Linked DNA regions of Macaca mulatta: region 1 is linked to region 2. The links are chromatin contacts, called in public Hi-C maps. All regions are on one chromosome and are shown on one strand. Each heading gives the region's core, a stretch centred on a gene start, on an enhancer-like site or on the middle of the called end of the contact. The rest is flanking DNA. Distances are from core to core; before and after follow the strand shown.

Region 1 (6,859 bases), core at 569-3,068, 510 kb after region 2:
AATTAAAGCTCAACAAAATAGAGTAACTTGTTGAACGTTGGAAGTTGGAGCATCAGAATTCGAATCCGGCTTCTCCAAGTCCACTATACCCATCTTCCTCTCAAATAAACATTGGTAACTTCGATCACCAAAGAGAAAAGCATCAAGGTGATTTTTTAAAGCGTATATCTTATAAAATGTGAACAGACAAAAAGTAACAAATTTAAACAAATGATTGCTTTACCACTAAAAACACACTGGACTATTGCTGGGCTACTGCTGAACCTGTTCAGAGTGATTCACTAGACAAATGTTAAAAGGAACAACCTTGCTCTAGAAGCCAAACCATACTAAAAGTGACACCAATACATTCTAATTCAGCAACGGTCGTGACTTTAGAATGACACCTTAGAGATGAATTCTCTTTATTTCTAGGGCAGCCATAATACTATTTTTTGACAGTGCAAGGTTTCACGCAGTTTTAAAATCTATTTCAACCACGAGGAGGTGTGACTTCTCTTAAAAAAAAAAACAAGGGAGGCTGGAATACAATGACTCCAAAATCAGAGGTCACTTAGCCAAAAACACTGGTCCTTTGGTGCAGTAAACTGGGTACATGGACAGGGAGTCACCACCGGTAGTAACTCTTACGCATGGCAGCACTATAATACACCCCAGATATACAAATATTTATGGTGGTCAGAGTCACCTGAATGCTTCTCCTGCAATTTGTATTTCCTGATTTTGACGTATTGCAAAAGGAAAATGCAAAATTACAATTTTTGCAAGGGTCTGCTACCCCAAAATAAAGTTACAAAAGGTCCTTTGATGAGAGGCCTGGGGATTACAAAGACGTCTAAAGCGCCATCCAGGTTCTTGCAATTAAAAATAGATGACAAACACGGAAACATGTGCCCTGCTGACGTCATGGAACGGAAAGGGGTGGCATCCTGCTGCGTCACGTCGACGTCATACAGCGCACGAGGGAAGTTACACTGGGGAAGCAATTTCCCCCAAGGGGCAACATTCGAGAAAAACAAGCTAGCTCAGACCCGAAGAATGACCACCCCACTCTAGGGGACGTCTTAAAAGGGACACTCTCCCCTCTCCCAAACTGTATGGTTCCCCTCATCAGGCAACAAGGAACTAATACTCGGGGTTTACAGGGACCAGGGGATGGGCCATACATGGAGAAAGAGACGCATCTGGCCTTGGGGGCTCGTTCTTGAGGGGATCAGCGTGATGGGGATGAGAAGGGCATCTTTGGAACGGGGGGCCTTCCCCACAGGAAGAGGAGGCGAGTCCCCTGGCCATATTTAAACCACGGTTCTCCACGCCACCTGTGCGACTCGGGATCCAACCTCCCCGCACCAGCCCCAGTCCAGGTACCTGGAACTTAGTCCGATCGGTAACCGGCGACTACGTGGGGTACAGGTACCCGAGCGCGCCCCCGACCGACGCACCGACCTGCGCGCGCGCCGCGGGCCGGATGCGTGCGCACTCCCCGGACGTCCCGCCCCGCCCCCTCTGCGGCCCCAGAGCTGGGCGGCGTGCGCGCCCCCGCGCCGCGCCGAGCCGGGCGCTCGGAAAGGCGTCCCCGCGGTGCCTGACAGTTCCTTCCTCAGTGCCTGCCCCGTGAGTGGCGAGGAGCGCGGAGTCTTGCCACATCAGGAGGGCCCTGTTACGTGAGGCTGTGCACGGAGACTATTCCAGGAAGAAGAGGGGACACTTGGTGGGCGGGGTGATTTCGGGCAGTCAGGTGGGCGACCCGCGTAGGCGTCTGAAAGGCCCGCGTCGTTAGGGAAGGCAGGAGCGGCGTCTCTGGTTACAGGGTTGGGCAAAGGGCAGAGGTCAGCGTCCAGGTTGGACAGCAGCACCTTTGAGCGATGGCGGCGTCTGGGGAACCCTGGAGGCAGTGGCAGGAGGAGGTGGCGGCGGTGGTAGTGGTGGGCTCCTGCATGACCGACCTGGTCAGGTTAGTCCGGGGCGAGTTACTGAGTCTGCGGCTTGGGGGAGGAGGTGTGCCGTGCGCTATGCGCCCAGCGGAGCTCTTGGGCGCTGGGTCTCCAGGGATAGACCGTGCTAGCTTTGGGTATGAGCTGCAGGTTTTCGAACCCCTCAGCCTGCCTTCCCGGCATGAAAGAATTTGAGTCTGTAAAGGTAAACCTCAGGGGAGGGGACATAAGAGGCCAGGGTTTAGTGAAAGCTCTAATATTACTCAAAGCGCTCCCCAAAGACCTTTCTTGGCCCGGCTGCTGAGCCTTTCCCCAAACGAGCCAGGGAACTTTGCCTACGTCATTTTACCTCCTCCGAGAATGTGCCTACCTCACAGGGTTGTTGTGAGGACTAAATGAAGTAAAGTGTTTTGTCAAGCGTAACATTATCCAATTTGGATATTACTCGTCTGAGCTTATTGTATAAAATAATGAGTCGAGCAGAAGTAAAAAAGTCTGTCAGCTTTCCCCATGTTGATTGTCGGCATTACTGCAGTATTTTATATTTACAGCGTATATTTCAGCAAGCCAGGTATGAATCAAAATAAAAACATAAACACAGTATTTACAACCACTAAAAACTATCATCAAATTATGATAGAAAATATGGCAAATGAAAATTGTTGAGTTAGGTCAGTAAGACTGAGTAAACAGATCCTTCTGATTTATCTTTTTTTTAAATTAAGGTAGCTTTTCTGATTATAAAAGTAAAGTATGTTCATTGTAAAAGTAGTAATAAATTCAGATATTCCAAGAAAATCCTACCACTCCAATTACTGCAGTTCAGTCTTTTGATGAATATCTTTTCAGATGTAATGCTACTTTTATGTTATAAAAATGATCAGGTATACTACAGTAACACCTCATCTGTCCTGAAATGTTGCTTTTCCAAAGGGTATTAGAGAAAGTGGAACTAAACAAAAAAGCCTTGGGGCAATCAAAATAAGTCACCAAATTGCTGCACCAAACCACCTGTATTCTACTCAAAAAATAGGTCTAGGGTCTTCATGTAACCAATTTAACCTTACCTTAAAATATTTATAAGCTGTGTTGCCAAATTTCCACTGAGATTAGAAAGGTGGGAGTAGAGAGGAGAGGCTGCTTGAGGCAGTTATAGTGACTGATGAAAACTTGAGGGTGAGTAGGAGACTATGTAACAAGAAGAAGCAATAAAAGAATTTTGAATATCAGTGACCTTTATTTTTCCACAAATATTAGAACTATTTTGTCAGACACTGTGCCAAAATAAAAATACTTTCCTTTGGTGACAGAGCATAAAATTGAATCTAGTTGGAGACATTTGTTGAAGAGGCCTGTACATCTTTTTCTAGAGCAAGAGTCAGTAAACTTTTCTGTAAAGGGCCAGATAGTAAATATTTTAGACTTTGCAAGCCATGTATGGTCTAGGTCACATTTTTTTAACAACATTTTTTAAATGTAAAAACCATTCTTACCTCCCAAGCCTTACAAGAACATCCTGCAGGCCATAGATTACAGACACCTGTGTAGAAAGAACATCACTGTGTTTACAACACAATATAGCAATTGCTTTTACTGGTGATGACTCTTTTCAATAAAAGGTTATATGGTACTTGTTAAATTTTGTATAAAAATGGGACATGTATTTCACTTTAGAAAAAGTTTCATCAAAAATTCATAAAGTTTAGTTACATAAAGAATAAACCTTCAGTAAACCTTCATCTAAAATGGTAATCCCATGCGAAATCCACCTAGCTAAATGTTTACCGTGATTTTATATGTGAAGTGGCAGAAGAGTAAGAAAACTAAAGTGGGCCAGGCACAGTGGCTCACACCTGTGATCCCAGCACTTTGGGAGGCCAAGGTGGGCAGATCACCTGAGATCAGGAGTTTGAGACCAGCCCAGCCAACATGGTGAAACCCCATCTCTACTAAAAATATAAAAATTAGCTGGGCATGGTAGCTGGCACCTGTGATCCCAGCTACTCAGGAGGCTGAGGCAGGAGAATTGCTTGAACCTGGGAGGTGGAGTTAGCAATGAGCCGAGATCGCGCCATTGCACTCCAGCTTGGGCGACAAGAGCAAAACATCTCAAAACAAAAAAAAAAAAGAAAAGAAAATTAAGTTTTCTCATACATACTACCTAAATAAAAGTGTCAGGGTTAAAATTCAGAGCCATTTCCTTGTTACCAAACTAAGAACTTTCTGTGAAGCTTGACCATCAGATACTAAAAATAACTATAATACTTTGTGGAGTGGGGTAGGGGAGTGGTGTCAAAAGCCCATTTTAGTATCCGTCAGGGTTTTAAAATCTTATTTCAGAGCTAGAAAAATCTGGAAATTATTTATTCTAGTCCTTCAGTTTTTAGATAAATAAACTGAAGCCCAGAGAATAATTTCTCCTCTTGCCCATATTCTTTCCTTCATAAAATATCCAAGTTTCTTCTCTTCACATGAATCATTAGTAAAAATCTAATCATTAGTAAAATTTTTACTAATGATTCACTAATCATTAGTAAAATCATTAGTAAAAATTTTAACTAATGATTGGTAAAATCGTTAGTAAAAAATCATTAGTAAAATCATTAGTAAAAATTTTATTCCCGTATAGACTCTCACTACTAATTCCCACAGGTTTTCAACAAACTTTTCATGGTCTCTCATTACTTATGACTCTGAAGATCTTCACAGAAATCAGAGTATAGGATTTTCATTTAAAACCCTACATCTGTGATAAACTTGGGTGCAACTTTTCTAGTTACAGTTAGTATCATGATTATATTAATTATCTACTGCTGCTGTAACAGATTACCAAACTTAATAATTAAGTAACGCAAGTTTATTTTTTTACAGTTCTGGAGGTCAGAAGTCTAATACGGGTCTCACTGGGCTAAAATCAAGGTGTCAGCAGGGCTGGGCTCCATTCTGGAGACTCTAGAGGAGGCTCTGTTTTCTTTCCTTTTCCACCTTCCAGAGACTGCCCACATCCTTGGTTCATCATGGCCCCTTCCTCCATCTTCAAAGCCAGCAATGGTGGTTCAGGTCTTTCCCACATCACATCACTCTGACCCCCAGTCTTCTGGCTCCCTCTTCTACATTATAAGAATGCTTGTGATTACATTAGGGGAATTAATTACATTAATTCAGGATAATCTCTTTATTTTATGGTAGCTTATTAGGAACCTTAATTTCCCCTTGCCATGTAACACCATATTCACAAATTCTGGGGATTTGGATGTGGACATCCTTTGGGATAGGGGAGCAGAGAGTATGTTATTTTTGCTACCACAGTGGTTAAGCTTGAAGTAAAAAATCCTACAATACTTAGTTCTCAGAGACTCTTTGAACCTATCATTCTATCCTCACATTTTACAGGTGAGATAAGGAAGAAAGCTTCAATGACTTACTCCAAATCACACAGCCAGTGAGTGGCATAGTAAAGGCTGCTACCCAGGTCTCCCAATCCTTACCTTTCTTTTTTATTTTTTTAAATATATATTTTCTATTTTTTTTTTTTTTTAAGATGGGCTCTCGCTGTATTGCGCAGGCTGGTCTTAAACTCCTGGGCTCAAGCTATCCTCCTACTTGGCCTCCCAAAGTGCAGTGGTTACAGGCGTGAGCCACCGTGCCTGGCCCCAATTCTTATCTTTCCATTATATCATTCTACCTCTAACTCTGACTAGTGTTTATTGCCCTTTTCATCTACAGTACATTTGATAGCTTGTAGTCTGTACATTCATTGTTAACTTTATAAACTGATAAGGAATAACAACTAAGGATTTATAATTTTCAAGTCTAAAGATAGTATCTTTATTACTGTGCCTTATTCCTAAATTTAACTGTAACTAACCTGGACACCCATGCCTATTCTTTAGTATCACTTCAGAAATAAAACTGCTTCAATAACTAAGCCCTTTTGGATGGCATCCAAACCCAACTTACTTTATATATTACATTACTGTGTGCCAGACACTGCTAATTCAATCAATGAATAACTGGTTTTTTCATTTCTAATTTCAGTCAGCTATGAGTAGTAAGTCCTATGTAGTAATAATTTTTAAAAATCATTAGCTCATACAGCATGACAAACAATTGAAATTATTTAATACTTTTTCTCATTATCCTCTTCCTTCTTGAACACTCATCTCTAAAGTTACACACTACAAAGATACAAGAAATGAACCCTGGTCTTATGGGATATAAAGTCAAAGATTTTCCAAAGACAGATTTCCCCCCCAAAAAAAAAAAGTGTGAACATTTTTAGACATTAGGCTCATAGGCCTTTGTTAATCATGCTTTCATGAGTAATCCTTATTTTTTTATGACCTGTATCACCCATTTTTTCAATTATTCATTCAAGAAATACTTATTGAATTTATAGTGTGTGCCAGGCACTTCCCGATGTGCAGAGGATACAGCAGTGAAAACACAGACAAAAATCCCTGCCTCATGAAGTTTACATTCTAGTAAGACAATATCAGTAGAAATAAGATAAATACATAGTATGTTAGATAAAAGCTAAGGAGAAAAATTAAACATGTAAAGAGGGATGGGAATAGGAACTTTAGATTACTGGCTTCAGAAAGCCTCACTGAAAAGGCCATTTAGAGTAAAGACCTAAAGGAGGAAGGAAAACAAGTCATAATGTGAGGGAAGAGCATTCCAGGCAGAGGGGATAGCATACTCGAAGGCCCTGTTCAGTGAAGAACATGGAGTCCAGTGTGGCTGAAGAAGAAAAAAGGAGTCAGGAGAGAGCAATCAGTGATTAAAGAACATTGAATCATACTCTGCATGAGATGAAAAGCTAGTGGAGGATTTGAGCAGAGGAGTGGTATAATCTTATTTTGATTTTAATAGGATCTCTCTAAGGGCTATGTGAGGATAAATAGCATGAAGGAAGGCAAATA
Region 2 (7,300 bases), core at 4,000-6,499:
AGAAAGAGAAGGCAGCCCTTGCCCAGGTTCCCCAGCTGCTTCCCTGCCAGGGCCCTTTTGGCCAGAAGCGCCACACCAAAGCACTGGGGAATTCACCCCGCTATTCTGTGGGCCCCTTTGGAGCCCCCACAGCGCCCCAGAGGCGCTACACTCCATGGGAATGACATGTCCTCTCATCCTCCCTTAGAGCCACAGGAAGGTGAGCCTAGGAAAGTGTCACTGCCACGGGACAGGGCTGAGAGACCAGGTGTGTCAGGAGAAACCTTACACCTTCCCTCTCCAGCCCAGGGAGCTGAGAAGGGATAGAATTACCAGATGGGGTTTGGAACAGATCTATTTCCCTCAGTCAGGGCAGTTGCTGTCATTTTGAAATACTGTGGCCACCAAAAGACAACACATACAACACAGATGAGACATACCCACAAAGTAATGATGCTATTTTTTTCTTTGTTTCAACAAATAGACCAGAATGTTCATCTCCTTAATTCTCACAACCAGTATCTTTATTCCTATCTAACAAATGAGAAAAAAAAATCCAAGTTATTGATGGCAAAGGTGCCTGCTTTGGTGTCTTTTGTCGTGGGCATGCTCTCCCAGGTAGACTCCAGAGGCCTGAAGGACACGGGGTCCCACCCTACTTTGGACTCAGCGGGATCATCTAGACTTGTATGTCAGACTTGGCTCCAAAGAGGCTTTTGGTAATTTCCAAATATCAAATTCACCCTTCAGAGGACAAAGATTTGTTAGCAGGGAGGATTTTCAAAAGAATACGCTGAAAGCAACTGCAAAAGAGGGGGTACTGCAAAACCTTTCTCAGTCTGAGAATAGCCACAGCATTCGGATAAGCATTTAGTCTCCTCAAGGAAAAAACAAGGAAGGGGACAATAGTGATTTGGATGAATAAGTTCTGCTGTATTTGTATTAAGATAGAAAAGAAAAAAACAAGTCTCCCAATTTTACCCTCACCTTGAATAATAAGACAGGCAGAAGCAGAAATAGGTAGTGGAAATGCACTCAGGGTTTTGGATAGGAAAATTCAACTGCCAGTCAGACAATACATGACTGCTATTTCACCCCAGTCCCTTTGATGAAAAAGTGAAGCTGACTTCCACCATCAAGAATCAGCGGAACAGACAAATTCTTGGGATAACATTTTGTTTGATCCTAATCTGCAACATCTGTAAGATCAAGGGGGAAAAAAAAGCACCAGACCCTTAATCTATGCCTCCCACATTCCCACCAACTGAACAAGCCCCCTCCTAACATAAGCACATAAGAAAACACGCCTTGGGAATTTGAACAAATTGTGAAGGCACCCTAATGAACAGACAGACATCAAAATAGAAAAAGAAAAAAGCACTCCTTTTATAACCAGGTTTTATTTAGAACAGAACAAAAAAGAAACTCAAAGTCAAGCAGTTCCTAGTTAACCAAGGTTAAATATGTGGCATTTATTTGTCCCTCATTAAAAAGAAAAAGCATCCTAAGAATTCCGAACTCACCAATTTAACACTCTGGGACTAGAAAAATACATTCCCAAGATAGTTGTCCTACAAATTTCCCGTAGAGGGCACTAGAGAGGTATGATTGAGGCTGGCTTGGGAATCACAGTCATTTCTGGTAAAAGTTCTTTGATGTGAGGAATGTCCCAGTCTGGTACAGTTGGCAAAAGTTCACTCTGGGGAATTGTGTGTGTGTGTGTGTGTGTGTGTGTGTGTGTGTGTGTGTGTGTGTGTGTGTGTGTGTGTAAGTGTGTGTTTGTGTGTCTTGGGAAGGAGTAGTTGAGGAAGAAGAGTGTTAGTCTGGTATTCCTTAACTCCAAAAAGGAAATACTGCCCTTGATTTATTTTCACAAGTCATCTGAGAAACAAATAGCAGCCTTGGAAAAGTTCTAGGTCTTGTTTTTGTTTTGTTTTTTTCATTAAAAGGGGGCCAGCTGATGAAAACAAGTTATGAAATGACCTGTGTTTGTGTAACTGGCTGGATTGCGTAATGCTCAGGCCCTGAAACCGTAATAGTCAAGCAGCCAGGCAGGGCATATATCTGGGAGATGTTTTCCTAGGAAAGTTAGGAGAGAAAAAACAACAGCAAAAAGAAAAATCCAAGAAGGGGAGGTGTGTGCAACAACTACTGACAAAACAAAATCACCAATGACCAACTTTTGAGATTAAAACTATAACTGGAACAGGAAATATTTTTCATGCCTCAAGTTCCTGCCATATATAAGAACAGAGGCTGGAACAAAGACTAGTCTGCTCCCCCCACCCCCAAAGTCACTGGAGCTCATGGCCATGTGTTAAGATCCAGCTTCATGAAGCTAGAGGGGATGGGAAAGCTCTGGGTTGAAGAACTGGCAACAAACTGATCAGGAATATTGGACTCCCAAAAGAGAGACCTGAAAAAAATAAAATTCACTTCCCCAAAGAAAAACCAGAGAACTGTCTCATATGGATCAGTCCACTGAGATATGCCATAAAAGAGAAAGGCCCATCCACTAACTGCCAGGGAAGTCTCCCAGTAAAGGAAGCTGAGAGAAATAAAGTGATTACAGGTTTTATCTAGTATGTAGTAAAGTTACCTCGAGCCCAAGATCAGGCAAGGTCATAGCACAGACTTGTGAAGGAACAAAAGCCTCTGAGGTCAGTCCTCAGGACCACAGAACGATTTTGTTCACAGTTGGAGCAACGACGGAAAAATCCACCCCGTTCCTCCTCGTCCCCCACCCAACCACGACCACACCAAGGAGCGGACAGGCCAAGAACCTCGTCTCAAGTGGCATTACCTTGCCAGTCCCTCTGGTTTGAAAGGCGTCTCACACACTGCCAGGTCGAATGGGCAGGCGTCTATGTGAGAACCCCGTGCACTGGTTATTACTAATTGCAAAATCCTCATGTGTTACAGCATGCTAGGAATTAGCCAACAGCTGCTTTTTGCTTCGGTAATGAGGCCCTATTACACTCTGCTGGACTGAGTTCTCTTCCTTCTTCCTAGCACTGGTTTCCTGTCTGATTTTCTTCCAAAACCGGGAATTGCCTCCGCTCACATCCTGGGCTCAAAGCCCTAGTGACACAGATTATTCAGTTGGGGCAATGATGTCCGGTCTGACATCCCGGCAGGCCCCAGGGTCTATGCTAAGCCAGGCAGTGAGATTGTAATACTCCAACGATAACTGCCAAAGACACATTAGGGAAAAGAACAGGGAAGAAATCAAAAGATCCCTTCCTGATTCCAGGGAGGAGGACAGGCGTTTGGGGTTTGTTGAACGGGAGACGGAGGGTACAGACTTCAGCCTATTCCCTCAGGATGTTTACATTCAATACAAACCACCAACGGGGCTGGGAAGCAAACATAACCAGTAACTTTTCGGATTTAAAACTCATCACCTTGGTGCTCAATACGAACGGTGCATTGACTGCACCCTCAATGAACAGACCAGGCTGTCTCTACTGCGGGTGCTTATAGGAGCACCATGGGAGGCAGAGGGAAGGCAGAAAAGCCATTTTGGGGACTCATCAGGTATAGGGAATCACTTTGGAACAAGGGATCCCTCATCAGATCCAAAAGAGAGCCATGTTCCATAAGACTTTCCAGCTGAATCTACCCCTCCCTGGAAGCCCACCCCAGCCCCTTCTAGAGGCCAAGGCCACCGCCTTATGGAGCATCCCTTGCTGCAGCCAACTGTGCTAGACTCCACAGATGCTGACCACCGTGGGCTTCATGTTGTATTGGGCCTGCGTTAACCCAGCTCTCTCTTGAGACAGAGCGGGTGGGGAGCCGCAGCAGAGGGCAGGCACGCCATCAGCACCCCCCCCCCCCCGCCCCGCAACAACAGTACCTTCCTGGTATTTATAAACACAGAGATCACACGCACAATCCCTCCACCGCAAACCAGTCCGGCTGCTTTAGAAACAAGTTGTTTTCTGCTTCCAGAACCACCCAGGAGCCTGTGTGATGTCTCTTCCCCCACCCGACCCCCTCTTCTCTCTGCCGGCCTCCTTGCTCCAGGTACCCCCAGACCCTCACGGTGCTCCTTCGTTCCTGCGGGGCAGTGCAGCCTCCTGTCCTCGACCCTTACAGAAGACGGGCGGGCAGGCGGGCATGCACTGGGCACACAGGCGGCATGAGCCAATCAAGGCTGGCTTCTTCCTTCCTGACCTTCGCACCTGATTCCCAGAGCGGCAGCCCTCGCCCTCGCTCCAGATTACTTGAAGGAGTCCAACCATGTTTCTGGATCCCCAACCCCTTTCAGAAAGGAGCTAAGACTGATGGAGAACGAGGAGGGGAGAGAGAGAGGGCTTTCCTGAAAGAATAGGGTCCCAGGATGTCGAAAGGTGCCAGTGGGTGCAAAGATTTTCTTGTCTGTCCACCATCCAGAAAGAAGACTCGGGGCGGGGGGCGAGGAGGGGCGGGCACTGGGGAGGGGGAGTAGTTCATGGGAGGAGGTAACAGGCTCTTCCTGGTAGGGGGCCTACAATTCCAGGAGTTTATCTGGGTAAAATATAATGTGGGAGGAAAAGGGCATGTTGTCTTTTCAAGCCCACTCCCCAATCCCCTGATGTAAAAGGGGGTGGTGGGGGAGGAGAGGACGAAAATCCAGAACTTAACAACGGTGGCCCGTAGGTATTTTTTCGCTAAGAAAAGGAAAAGAAAGCAAAAGAGGCAGTGGCGGCGAGAGGAGGGCAGGGGTCCGCCCGCGCCGCCAGGTGCACCGGGGCCCGCACCTACCTGCTGGCCGCCGCCGCCGCTGGAGTACGACTCGGCGTGCGCAGGAGAGCCGCTGCTGCCCCGGGACGAGGTGTCAAAGTTCCCGGGATAATCCTGGTACATGATCCGCGGTAGGGGCCGGAGGGGAAACAGGGTGTTTTTCTTCCCCCGCCCTCGCCGCGGCCGCGCACCGGCTGCTGCGCGCTCGTTCGTCCGCCGGCCGCGCCGCGGGCTCTGGGTTTCGCTCCTGGGTTTCTCCCCAACCGCGGCGGGCGAGGACAAGGAGGCGGCGACACCTCGGGAACAGCGTCCCCCGAGCGCCTCTTACGGCACTTCTTTCCGGCTCTGAGAACGCCGCGGGACCAGTTGTCCACCCGGTCCCTCCCTCTAAAAAGTCGGCGCGTCTCTCGGTCCCTCCCCTGCGCGCGCCCTCCCGCCCCCGCGCGCAGCCGGAGCTCAGCCGGGACCCACGGCCCAATCAAAAACTGGAAATTAAAAAGACTAGGAGCCCAGAGAGCCTGGCCTGCCAGCCCCCGGGACCCTCCGATTTCAGACAGGGCCAAAAAGGCGGAAAGAAAAGCTGTCCGCTGGGAGAAACTTCTGTTTCTTCCTTTCAGAAAAGGAGCCGGAGAATAAACTTCCCGTGGCCGACTCGCCGCCGGAGTTTCGGGGCGGCTCGGATACTTGACTGGGAGAAGGCGGCGTGCGCCCGTCCCGCGGCCCCGAGCGCGCCAGGGGGACAGCGGCTCGTGGGGCTCAAGCTGAGCTGGCGCTGAGAGGGACGCGGCCCTGCTCCCCGCTCCGGCGCCCGGACCTGCACCCCTTCCCCGGCGCCCGCTCCCGGACGGGCCCGCCTCGCCCGACCGCGCCTCTCCCTCTCCCTCTTTCTGTCCCCGCCGAGCGCCGCTCGTTCGCTCGCTCGCTGGTTCGCTCGAAGCCCTAGCGCTCTGCCCGAGATGAGTCACTACAATGGCACGAGTTCAACTCACACTCTTTATTCTCCAGCCCTGTACCATGTGGATTCACTCACGTCAACCCCAGACTCCACCTTGCAGGGAGGAGCGCACGAGGAGGCGGGGGGGGAGGAGGCCGCGGAGGAGGAAGAGGCGCAGGAGGGGAGGAGGCGGGCGCAGCTCTTCCCTCCCAGCCCCGGCTCCCGGCCGCGCTGACGCCAGCCGCGCACCCCGCGCGAGGAAGCCAGGCGGTGGCCCGGGCGGGAGCGGGCGGCCCGCACGGTTGGGGGGCGCCGAGGCAGCCCCGGCCCTCCCCCGCCCCCCGCTCACCCCCCGGGCCCAGCGCCCTTGGTCTGTTCCATTGGCGCACGTTGCCAAAGATGGTCATTTGCGTTAGAGGACGCGAGTGCGGGTTTCCTCGCTTTCGGGTGACGTGGAGGGAGAGGGATTCCCTCGCCCGCTCCCGAGTGCGCTGTGGCCTCTCCCCCGCCCCGGGAAGGGGCGCGGGGCGGGGCCCCGAGAGCGGCCGCGCGGTCTCGACTCCGGATTTTAGAAAATAATCACAGCCCTGACGGCGAGACGGGCGGTTCGGTGCGGCGCCACCGGGAGGCCGGGAGCTGGGCGCGCAGAGCCGCTCGCAGGGAGGGCGCGGCCGCGCGCGGTCGTAGGCGCCCTTCGCGGCGCCGCCGAGTGCAGCGGGCGCCCGGGGCGCGCAGGGTGCCCGCGCCGCCCTGCGGCCGGGTCTTGGCGGGGCGCGGCGCCGGGCGGGGCTGGCCTGCCTATTTTTCCCTCCGTGGCGGGCTGCCTACCGCTTCCCTTTTTGATTTTTGTTTTTCATGTTTTCGGTCCTACAGTTAATTCGTTAGGAGTAGCCTTGAAGATGAAATTAACCGGGCAAGACATTCCGGCTGCCCTGTACGCCGAGCAATTAGGACGCATCTAATAAGAGTAATCGGGCGTTCATAAGCAAACTCCCGACTGTTACGAATTAAAAAAAAAAAAAAAAGTAGCCAGCGAGAGGGTGTGCCCCAACGTTGTCGTCTTCAGCTGTTTTGGAGCGAAGTTCAGGGCGCGGGTAGCCGGACACTTGGGTCCTCCTCCCTCACTGGGCGGGGCTGGGAGGGGCGCGGCGCAGGGTACAGAGCACAGACCTTGGAGCAGGAACGCCCGGCTACGCTATTTACGAGCTGTGAGATCTTAGACCAATTCCTTAACCTCTCTGGGCCTCAGTTTCCTCCTATAAAGGGAAGGAGTTTGGAGCCATGACCTTAGGCCCTTCTCTGCTCTGGAGCTCCAGTCCTTCTGCTGAGATGATGGTGTGTGAATGGAGAAGTACTGTAGCGGAATTCAGGGAACTTAGGTTCTGGCCCAGGGTCTGTTAGCCTCAGTTTACCCAATTCTTAAGTAGCACCAGCCGTCTGTACCCCACAGGGTCCTTATGAGGCCCCAAAGTTAAGAGGTGTTCTTGAGAGTCCATTGCGGGCAACTCGCTGTGCACCGTCACACAATTTCTGTCCTCAGTTTCCTTATCTGTAAAGTGGGGGTGTTGGTAGGAAAGAAAAATAGAGCCGGGAACGCGAAGCTTTCCTGGGGCTCTATATAAAGCGCTGGCATTTCCGGGACGGCTGGCGGCATCTGGCCGC

What was found. A called contact is a pair of places that touch in the nucleus more often than the background predicts.
Region 1: a Hi-C map of liver shows a contact between it and region 2, with 2.7 times the contacts expected there. The contact joins the promoter of RBKS here to the promoter of FOSL2 in region 2. A contact is called at or near these places in 4 of 14 Hi-C or Micro-C datasets (CD4 T cells, fetal cortex germinal zone, fetal cortical plate and 1 more).

The regions. Positions count from the first base shown.
Region 1 is chr13:97,095,816-97,102,674 of T2T-MMU8v2.0, forward strand. RBKS (ribokinase) reads left to right here and starts at 1,819. Exons shown (of 7, transcript XM_077959853.1): 1 at 1,819-1,954. The coding sequence starts at 1,866. BABAM2 (BRISC and BRCA1 A complex member 2) reads right to left here and starts at 3,473. Exons shown (of 12, transcript XM_028831823.2): 1 at 3,428-3,473.
Region 2 is chr13:96,582,988-96,590,287 of T2T-MMU8v2.0, forward strand. It overlaps FOSL2 (FOS like 2, AP-1 transcription factor subunit), which reads right to left and starts at 5,250. Exons shown (of 4, transcript NM_001260911.1): 1 at 4,726-5,250. The coding sequence starts at 4,827. LOC144333808 (a long non-coding RNA gene) reads left to right here and starts at 3,854. Exons shown (of 2, transcript XR_013402872.1): 1 at 3,854-4,005.